Regions from separate parts of the Ovis aries genome. Here all the other regions are linked to region 2. The links are chromatin contacts, called in public Hi-C maps. All regions are on one chromosome and are shown on one strand. The core of a region is the stretch at or near the end of the contact, and the rest is flanking DNA. Distances in the headings are between cores, read along the strand shown.

What was found. A called contact is a pair of places that touch in the nucleus more often than the background predicts.
Region 1: a Hi-C map of hypothalamus shows a contact between it and region 2, with 5 times the contacts expected there. The contact joins the promoter of PDE7A here to the promoter of RRS1 in region 2. A contact is called at or near these places in 7 of 16 Hi-C or Micro-C datasets (blood, hypothalamus, liver and 2 more).
Region 3: a contact with region 2 is called in a Hi-C map of hypothalamus, with 6 times the contacts expected there. The contact joins the enhancer-like site here to the promoter of RRS1 in region 2. A contact is called at or near these places in 11 of 16 Hi-C or Micro-C datasets (blood, hypothalamus, liver and 5 more).

Annotation. Positions count from the first base shown.
Region 1 is chr9:43,182,846-43,186,471 of ARS-UI_Ramb_v3.0, reverse strand. PDE7A (phosphodiesterase 7A) reads left to right here and starts at 1,543. Exons shown (of 14, transcript XM_060393438.1): 1 at 1,543-1,645; 2 at 1,756-1,907. The coding sequence starts at 1,770.
Region 2 is chr9:43,654,650-43,657,971 of ARS-UI_Ramb_v3.0, reverse strand. RRS1 (ribosome biogenesis regulator 1 homolog) reads right to left here and starts at 1,629. Exons shown (of 1, transcript XM_015097790.4): 1 at 1-1,629. The coding sequence starts at 1,512. The coding sequence ends at 415.
Region 3 is chr9:43,344,765-43,348,365 of ARS-UI_Ramb_v3.0, reverse strand. No RefSeq gene overlaps it. Among named protein-coding and RNA genes, the nearest start is that of DNAJC5B, 16 kb to the left of the region's middle. Within about 2 kb of position 2,130, at least 5 of the 54 cell types and tissues checked have an H3K27ac peak or open chromatin away from gene starts, as enhancers often do. A contact at or near this core is called in hypothalamus, where this site is marked.

The DNA.
Region 1 (3,626 bases), core at 294-2,793, 470 kb after region 2:
GAAACCACAGTGGAAGTGATGTCTTTTTAATAGTAGAAAAGCGGACAAGTTGAAAAATACCCGCAAAGACATAGAAAGTTTTAAGTGATACACAAGAAACAGATGCCGTGGAAAGATGATAAAAGGTTTTGCAGACTTCTGTTGATTTATGGAATCATGAGCGTATGATATCTGATCTCATCTGAACGGGCTATGCAGTACGTTCAAAGACCTGCCACCTTGCCAGTGGCTGGTCATAGCACGTAAGTGGAAGGATGGGTCCCCTGAGAGCAGAGCCCAAGCAATTTTGCCAACCGGGGAAAGCTGGTTTAGGCTGATGTCCCAGAGGTGGAATGCACTTGAAACAAAGTGTTGCAGCTGAAAAGCGTTCATGGTTTGGGGAGAAACGTGACAAAATAAACCTGCAGTCTACAACTCCGGTCAATAGTTTTTTTCCTCCTGCCTTCTAAAAATCGAAGCCAAGAAACAAAAACACGTTTGGTAAAAGGGCGTGCAGTCTCTTTTCCCGCTCTGTCTTCTCATTTTCATTCTTCTCATTTTTTCCAGTGCATACTCTCACTTCTTCTTTCTCAGTCTCGGGTATTTTCCCTCCAACCCATCGCCCCCCTCCTCACGCCCGCTTTACTGGGCTCTGCTCTCCGCCCCTCCACCCGGGACGGCCCCGGGGCCCGCACCTGCCAGCAGAGCGCTCGACCCCGACCCTCCCGGGTGCTGGCAGTGACGTAGAGGGGAGTTCGGTGCCGCGCGGCCCGCCGACGTCACTGCCGCAGCGGTCCCCAGTGAGCCCCAAGGATGGGAATTCAAGGAGGGAAACACGGCGATGACCCCGCGGTCAGGGTTGAGCGCTGCGACTGGGCAGCGTGCTTGGGCTTTCCGAAGCGAAAAGGCCGGAATCGCGCCTCTCGCGTAGGCGGAGCCCACCCCACACCTTCAGCGCGCCCCAACGCCAGAGTTTAGCGATAGGGGGTAATATCCCCACACAGAGGAGCCTCGTGCGCACGCGCCTTGGCCGGGGTGGCGGAGTGCTGTAGCACGAGGATGGGTCGGGGAGGAGGGCAGCGGGAGGGGGATGGTGAGTGAGCCCCGAGGTGCGGCCCCGAGGGAGGGCGGCTCAACCCCACCACCGCTAGCCCGGCTCCCCAGGCGCTGCGGCGGCGCGGGGCCTGCGGCGCGGCGTCGTGACGTCACGGTGGCGGCGGCCGTGGTTGGCGCAGGGTCCGCGGCTGCAAAGTGTGAATTACGCCGGGCTCGCGCCGGCGGCGGAGTGAAGTCAGGCTCCGGGGGAGGGGTGGGGAGGGGGCAGGACCGCGGCCGGAGCTGGTGCCTGCATCCGAGCCCCGCGCGCGCTGGGTCTCGCTGCTGGCTCCAGCTGTGTGTTCTTGCACCGCTTTGCTCTGTTTTTGCTCCGCTCCTGCTCCGCTGCCCTCCCACCCCCCGCCCCGGACCCTCTCCTCTGGGCCGAACAGCCTGGGGACGCCGGGGTTTCCCCTCCGATTTGGCGGGTGCTGCCGTCGCTTGCACCCCGGGAGCCGGGCGCGCGCTGGTCTTCGTTAACTGTCGCCGCGGCCGCAGCAGCGCCTTCCCGCCGGCGGCCCCGGCGGAGTGTTGGGGTGGGGGAGGCGTGAGCGCGGCTTCCCGGCCCGGGGTCGGCGCCCGCCCGCCCTGCCCCCGCCTCGGCCCGGCGCCCCCGAGCCGCGGCCCCTTCCAAGCGCAGGGGCCGGCGGCCGCGGCAGGGCGGGCGCCGCGCGGGGGCAGGGCGGGCGTATTCAATGGAAGTATGTTACCAGCTGCCGGTGCTGCCTCTGGACAGGCCGGTCCCCCAGCACGTCCTCAGCCGCCGAGGAGCCATCAGCTTCAGCTCCAGCTCCGCGCTCTTCGGCTGCCCCAATCCCCGGCAGCTCTCCCAGGTAAACGCCGCCGCCGGGGGCCCCACACTTGGGGGCTGCTCTTTTGTTTACCTCCTTCCACCTGGCTTCACCTCCGCGACCCCTACTCCCCAGTCCTCGCCGTTCACCCCCCCGACCAGCACTTCCCGTTGTTTGGGGATGTCTAGGCTGACCCCCCTCGATTCGAGAGGCTTTTCTCTGATCCTCGGGACTCAAACCTCACCCCACCCCCCACCCCGGCCTGCTCGAGGCTGAACCCAGGTGGGCTCTGGGAACCCCTTCGTACCCTCCCCAGGCGCGACCCCCTCTGTGTTCAGCGGCTTAAGGGTCTGGAATGACTTAAGTCGTCTTCCTTTTCTCGACGTCTCAGTCTGGAAGTTGGGCCTCTTTTTTCCTTACTTGTGGTCCTGGCACACCTGGCCACCCCTCACCCCTACACACCTGTGCTGGGTTTGCGCCTCCCGCGCGCCCCGCGGTGCTGGGATAGTCCTTCAGTTCTCCGAACAATAGGCCGATTCTCGGTTGCTCGTCTCCTTACTTATTCAAGTCTGTTGATGGACCCTAAGTGAGGTCAGAGAAACAAGTATTCAGAGTGCCTCCTCAAAGCTTCGGTTTCCGGAAAGTTGATAGCCAGGAATCAGTTTTATTTTTAATTTGATAAGATTTTTAAGAGAAAAACTACTGATGGAGCACTCACAGGAAGACTTTGTTTTGAATGGTCCAATACCAGTTGCTCCTGAGAATTTCGTTTTTTTTTTCCTCCCTAGTGATGCTGTTGGCCCAGCCTCTTATTTCTGGCTGATTTTGGTCGCCAGTTTTAAAATAGGGAGGACAAAAGAATTTTGTTTACATTTGAACTGATTGCCCTCCATTTCTGCTCCCAGAACGTTACGTGTTCATGATCACATTTTAAGTCACATATGTTTATTTTTCCTGTTGACTAGTATTAGCTTCTTTTATGGGAGCATATCTCTCCCCCACCCCCCGATATATTGTAAATAACTTGAGCCCGGTCTGTATTTCTTTTTGTTTTTTACTGGTACAGTGGGTAGCACCCGATAGAGATTTCTTAGAGTAGATGTGTCCAGTAAATATTTGTCATTTGCTTCTTTGCCTAAATAGTTTGGAGAGAGAGAGCAGAAGCGTATATTTGGGTTTCTTTGAATTGTTTTTATTTAAAATCAGACTTCTTTCACAGGACAAAGTGGTATGCTAATGAGGTCAGAGTCAACTTGTAGATTACTGTAAGTGACATTTAAAAATAATGTTATGTAGTTGTTTTGAAAGTTAGATCCATGATCTGCCCTTACAGTACTGTTTAAAGCATTTTCAGGTTCCAAATTTTAAAAAATTGTAAAGATACTAATGGATTAAAAAGGTTTTTAATGGTAGTAACTTGTTTTCCTTTCTCATATCAGCAATGCATGACTAATACTCATTTCCGGTTCAGTCTAAATGTTATAATGAAGGCAATCAGTTATCACTTGTAAAATTATAAAAGGTGAATAAGGTTAGTTGTGCTCCCCAAGGAGAAAATGAATGATATCAGAGATTCCAAGGGAATTAATACAAGTAAGGCTGATGCCAGGGGTTTTACCTGATGCCTTAATTAATCCTCAGAGACCAATTTTAAGCCCCATTCCTTCTTAGCTCATTTCCTAGCTTTAGATATAAAGGGTAGTGGAATTTTAAAATTGATTGTGGCAGATGAAGCAAATATTGGATAGTCACACTGTAATG
Region 2 (3,322 bases), core at 380-2,879:
TACTTAAAATGTAACCTTTCTGTTCCCACATGCTTTGATAAATACACAAACTTGTCATCAAAATAATGCAGAAACCAGCTGTTAAGTCTCTCCCTTAAACCCCATCCAAAGTTTAAAGAGAGGGAAAAAAAAGGCTGTTTAAAAGTAAAACTCATTCCTAGTTTTCACAGATTCTTTCCCTAATTCAGATGTTCTTAAATACAACCTTTAATCTCCAGCCAGAGTTTTGGTTGTGGGAAATACATTAATTTGTCCAGTCCAACATTTACATATCATCTTCAGAGGAGGGTAAACCTGGCCCTTTAACCTCAAGCTCAGTGAAGGCAGTGGCCAAATCTTGTGCATCTGGGTACTGTATCTAGAACTTAGCATTAAGTACAGTTCTTGGTTTAGGAGAAGGTCCAAGGATGAAATTTACTTCCTCCTCTTTCCTCCTTGGTGTTGCCCCCCTTTTCTCTTGCCACTCAGGCCGGGAGGTCCGGAATTCATCTTGCCTCCCAAACCCCCTTTCCTCTTCCCTCCTTGGCTGGGCGGGCCCCCCTTCCTCTTACCCCCGGGACCCTGTCGGGCCCCCTTTCTCTTGCCCTTCTGACTCATTTTCCTCCGCTTGGCCGCCTCCTCCTGGTCCTCCTCTCTCATCTGCTTATTGGTGGCCCTCGTAATGTCCAACTGAGGCTTTTTGCTGTTCATCACTCGCAGCATCTCCAACTGGCTCTTTCTCTCGGCCGCAAAGTCCCCGAAAAGAGGCTGAAACTTCCTCTTCTTGCCAGAGCCCCTGGGCGCCTTCTCCTTGGGCAGGCGCTCCTGGAAGCGCCCCACAGAGGCAGTGGAGACCTTGGCCACCTGCATGGCGCGGCCCAGCTCCTCCTTACTCTGGTGTCCAGTAGGGTGCATGCCGGCCGCGCTGGGCAGCTGCATCTTGTGCGCGCGGGCCAGGTTACGCAGCCGGTTCAGTTCGTTCTTGGCCACCCGTTCCTTCTTAGCCTGAATCCGCTTGGCGAACTGGTCCTCCATGGGGTCGGCATTGCCCGGCACCTCGATCAGCCACTCCTTGGTGTCGTCGCGGGCTCGCTGGTAGCCCCAGCGGCGGCGCCACTGGCCGCTCACCTCGTCCCACACCAGATTGGTTTTCTTCTTGGGACGGATGCCCTTGAGGCGCGCAAACTGCTGCCAGCGAGTAAGAGGCCGCGGCCTGGGCACCGGCTTCTCGCGCGGCAGACGAGTGCTGGGTTCCGGCAGCCGTGCCACCAGCGCCTCCTCCACGCGCTCGGTAGGCAGCTGCCACAGCTGGTTGATGAGCAGCTGCGTGTTGTCCCGCGCCAGGGCCCTCAGCTCGGCCTCCTGTGTGGGTCCCGCGTGCCGCAGCCCGGTCGGGGGGTTCCGGTCAGAGGCCAGCAAATTACCCAGGTCGAACTCCAGCTCCAATTCCTTCTGCACCGTGATGCGCTGTAGCTTCTCTGCCTCGTCCCGCTCCGCCTTTGCCAGCAGCTCCTCCACGCTCTGGCCCTCCATGGCTCCGGTTCGGCTCGCTACCTCTGGGAGACAGTTCTAGTCACGACTCCTCCTACAAGGGTTAAAGCCGCGGCACCCCAGACACGTGCGACTTCCCGGACGCTCGACCCGGAAGAGAAAGTTCCGCTTCCGGGGCACCCGGAAGGGGCTCAAGGAGCGGGCTACCCGAGGAACGGCCGGCAGAGGGCGGTGTTAGAGAGCAGATGAGATTAGAGGCAGCCTTTGGGGTGGAGCCCGGAGGTAGGCGGAGCCGAATCTACGAATTCCGAGGCCTGATTGGGACCTTGGCTCCCAGGATGCCCCTGCGGGAGGGGGTGGTCCTGTGCGAGCTGGGCAAGTTAGGGGGCCGCGGACTAAGCGGGCCCGGGAGCGACTGTTAGTTTTAGTGTGTGTAAAAGTCAGTTCTCAAGTTGTTTAGCCAGTCATTTTCACCAGAGCCTTGACACCTGTTCATGGTGTGCCCCCGGGTGTGGGCACTTCACCTGGGGATGTACAGAAAGCTAAGTGGAGACGGAGACTTTGTTTTCTTTGGGAGCGAGCGGGTCTGGCGGTTAGACCGCCCTGAAGGGGCGCGGCTGTGCCCCCATCCTGGCGACTTCAAGTCTGGTCTCCGGAGCCCAGGGCCACCTTCTCTCCTGGCTGATGGCAGAAGAGCGCGGGGCTCAGCTGTTAGACCGCCGGGGTTCCGACCTTGACCGCTCTGGTGTTTGACCTTCGGCTGTGTAACTTGTTTGTGCCTATTCTTAAACCTGTAAGATGGGGTTGCAAATATTACCTCCCAGGTCTGCCGTGAAGATAAATGAGTTAATATGCTCCCAAGGGAGCTTACACTGGAGTCTTGGGCATATGAGTGCTCAATAAATGTGAGCTAAATACCAGTAATTGTTTAATTCTCATCATGGCTCTGGGAACTCTGCTGAAAAGGCAGTCTTATACAGTGATTAAACACCAGGTTCTTGAATCAAGCTACCTAGAATAAGATCTGGGTTTCTTGTACCCACATTGGTCAGGTTGTTTAACTTAAGTCCTATTCATAAGTTGATGAATATGAATCATTAGTTCCTGGTACATTGTAAGCATTCAGTAAGTGTTGGCTACTGTTATTCACTATATTCCGCTGGTGACAGAAGCAGGCTCAGAGAAGTAAAATGACTTGTCTAAGGTTATACAGCCAGGAAGTATGGGAGCAGGAGAAGTCTAAACTCTGGCTCTAAAACTACATACATATTCTCTGCAATGTCTTCCAGACTCTTGATACTCAAAAAAGTGTGGTCTGTTGACCAGCAGTACAGCAGCATCTGGGAGCTTATTAGAAATGCAGAGTCTCTGGCCTTAGCCCAGATGTTATGACTCAGAACTTTTATTTTAACAAAATATCTTAGTGATTAATGGAAATGAAAGGGGTTAGTTGCTCAGTGATCTCCAGAATTCTATGAACAGAGAAGCCCAGCAGGCTACAGTCCATGGGTTCTCAAAGAATTGGATTCAACTGAGCAGCTAACATTTTGACTTTCATGGCTTCCCCGGAGGCTCAGATGGTAAAGAAGCTGCCTGTTGTATGAACCCAGACCCTAGTTCAATCCTTGGGTTGTCAAGATCCCCTGGAGAGGGGAATGGCAACCCACTCCAGTATTCTTGCCTAAAGAATTCCACAGACTGTATAGTCCATGGAGTTGCAAAGAGTTGGACATGACTGAGTGACTTTCACTTCACTGGGAGTAGTGAAGAAGGGGTTAGCTGAAGAATTAACCCGTAGAAATGGACATTATAGCAATTAGGAAATAGATTCACTTGAATGTCTGCTAAAGAG
Region 3 (3,601 bases), core at 881-3,380, 310 kb after region 2:
TCTCTTGCATCTCCTGCATTGGCAGGTGGATTCCTTACCACTAGCGCCATAAGGCCCACTTTCAAATGAAGCCTCACCCAGCACAGGTAACAGACATGTATTTGAAAGAGAAAGAAATACTAAAGGATTCCTTCTAGAGATTAATAACTGCCCTTATATCATACTTGGTAATTTCCTAAGGTTTTTCACATGTCAGATACGTTATCTGACACTCAGTGTCTGTTTTAAGAAAGAGCTAACTGACTACTTGTGGTCATGTCACTTTCCCCAGGCATGAACATCAATCCTGAGGGGCAGGAAGCTGGAACTAGGGCCCCACCTACATACTCTACTTCCAAATCTGTCCTTTTATATCCTTGTTAATTTGAAAGGCTCAATTGAGAAACAGAATCATAAATAGCCGAGAATCCTCTCTGTTTTGTACACGTGGTCAAGCAGCTCCTGCAAAAACCAGAGGCCTGGAAGCAGGGCAGTCCTCTGAACTTGCACCAGTTTCTAGTGTCCACGGTGGATTTTCCAGGGGAACATTTCAACTTATTCATTGGGATAATGGCAACGACTTTGTGCCCTCTGTTGTAGGTACAGGGCTTCCCAGGTGGCACCAATGGTAAAGAACCTGCCTGCCAATGCAGGAGACATAAGAGACACAGGTTCGATCCCTGGGTCGGGAAGATCCTTTGGAGGAGGGCATGACAACCCACTCCAGTATTCTTGCCTGGAGAATCCCATGGACAGAAGAGCCTGGCGGGCCTTGGTCCATAAGGTCACACAGAGTCAGACACGAATGAAATGGCTTTGGAGCAGCAGCAGCACTGTAAATACACATTTCCCCCTCAGTTTGCTAAAGGTTTGACTTTCAGATGAACAGGTAGGGCCCACTAACTTGTAATCAATTCATTGGCACAGCTTTTTGGTCTGCACGACCTTCTTCTGTCTTGTGGAGTAAGTGGTGCTTTACAACTGACATGTCATTGCTAAGCACAGTCTCGCTGTCTGCTGAATGCCTTTGCAAGGTGCACAGACTGAATAGCTAGAGCTGAGATGCCTCTCCCAGTGGGTGAAAGTAGACAGGTCCCTTTCTTTCTCTTCTTTTTGTGTTTATTTGGCTTCGCTCGGTCTTAGTTGCAGCACACAAACTCGTAGTTGAGGCCTGTGGGATCCAGTTCCCTGACCAGGGATCAAGCCCTGATCCCCTGCATTGCAAGCTCAGAGTCTTAGCCACTGGACCACCCATAGACAGTCTCCTTTCCGAGTGAGTTATGTAGCCAGGGGCACACACACACCCATGGCTTCTAAGCCTGCAGGATCAGATAGGCTCTGATGCTGTCTCCCTCCTGTCTTCCAAGGTGGGCACTTGTGCAGCTTGGGCTCTCCTCAAAGGCTCAAAGATCCAAAGCTGAGCCCTGTCACCCCTTCCAGGGCCCCCAGCACACCTGTCACGCCTCCCGTGGGCATTCCCAACTGCTCCGCTCTTGCTTCTCCCAGACTCTTCCATGAGCCCTGCACCACTGTCCAGAGTGCTCTGGAAGCCATGGGCATCCTGTCAGAATGTCCTCGCAGCCAGAGACCGTCGGTGAGTGCTGATCCAGGGCCACAAACACACAGACTGGTCCGCTGGCCACCACCAGAGACCCACCAACTGCCAGGGCAACAACCGATAAAGTGAAACTAGTGAAAGCCCTCATCACTCAGTCGTGTCCAGCTCTGTGTGACCCTATGGACTGTGTAGGGTCACTGTGTGACCCTATGGACCCAGGCTGCTCTGTCCGGGATTTCCCAGGCAAGAATACTGGGGTGGGTAGCCATTCCCTTTCTCCAGGGGATCTTCCCGACCCAGGGATCGAACCTGGGTCTCCCACATTGCAGGCAGATTCTTTACTGTCTGAGCCTACAGGGGAGCCACAGGACCCCTGCAGTCCTTCAGCCCTCCTTGCAGAGTCTTCTCTCTCGGGCCTCTCCATTCTATCAGGGCCAGACACTAAGTATAGAACTCAGGAAACCGGTTAAATGACTGGCCCTGGAAGTAACGAGCTGGGTCCCCACACGAAGTAGCTCTTACCTGGGATACAATCCACACCCTCCCAGAGAGCCAAGCATGGACAGTCTCAGCATGGGGTGGGAGGGTCAGTGACAAGGGCTTCCCCACAAAGGAAGCTGTAACTGTGCCCAGAACCCTCTGGTGGGTGTCCCAGGACCAGGTGTCAGGAGTTGGACATCCAGAAAGTGGTGTCAAAAGCCTTTGCTGTGTCTTTTTTAGAGACAGAGCGAAACAGTCAAAGAACAATTTTCAACATTTGATCTCACTTTAAGAATATGAAGCCGAGCAGCTATTCCCTGTGACTGTATCGCCCTCTGGTGTTGAAAATGTAATGAACTGTAAACAGGAATTTCAGCTTCTAAACAGTCCTCACCCCAAATCACCCATTCTGTTTAATATCCCTGGACTTCTCAGGTAGCACAATGATAAAGTATCTGCTTGTCAGTGCAGGAGACGCAGGAGACCGGGATTCAACCCTTGGATGGGTGAAATCCCTGGAGTTGGGAATGACAATTCACTCTAGTATTCTTGCCTGGAAAATTCCATGGACAGAGGAGCCTGGCGTGCCACAGTGGGGTCACAAAGAGTTGGACAGGACTGAACACACGCACAGACAGATAACTCATCGCTGACGCAGCTCCCTCTGCTACCTGAGATTCTGAGAATCACCAAGAAAAACACTCATGGAAATATCAGGGTGGGGCAAGACATGGCTAGAGGGGACACCGCCCTTTTGCTGCATTCTTCTGGAGCTGAAGTTTTGCAATAGTGTCGAGGAGCTAGGCATTTGGGGGATTTAAAACATAACCTTATAAAAATCTGTTCTGAAGTTTCCATCTGAAGGGGGAAATTTAGGGGCAGTTTCTGCAATTCAGAGGTCTCACACCCGTTGACTGGGCCAGAGCAGAAGACCCAAGAGCTCCAGGCAGCAAATCCACAACCAGCACATCAGTGCCTGCTGGCTGCTGCTGGGGGAGGCAGAGGCCGGGAGCCACTCCTGCTCTTGCTCGCTCACTCTCTCTTTCTCTGGCACATCACAGAGGTCCCGAAACACCAGATCTTAGTCCGGTGTTCCTCAACCAGCAAGGTGGGGTAAGTGTTTTAAAGGCAGGAGCACACTGCAGTCTGAAATGGCTGCACTGGCCTCACCCTCAGCTACCTTGAATTTACAGCTTCTCGTTACCCGTTAGAAGAGGAAACAACTCTTCTACACTTAAAAGCACACTCCAGGGTATATGTCCAGCAGTGGGATTGCTGGGTCATATGCTAGTTTCATTCCTAGTTTTTTAAGGACTCTCCATACTGTTCTCCATAGTGGTTGTATCCGTTTGCATTCCCACCGATGGTGTGAGAAGGTTCCCTTTTCTGCACACCCTCTCCAGCATTTATTGTCTGTAGACTTTCTGATGGTGGCCATTCTGACTAGTGTGAGGTGATACTTCATTGTGGTTTTGATTTGCATTTCTCTAATAAAGAGCGATGCTGAGCAGCATGTGTTTATTATGCCCCTGTATGTTTTCTTTGGAGAAATATCTGTTTGGGTCTTCTGCCCACTTTTTGATT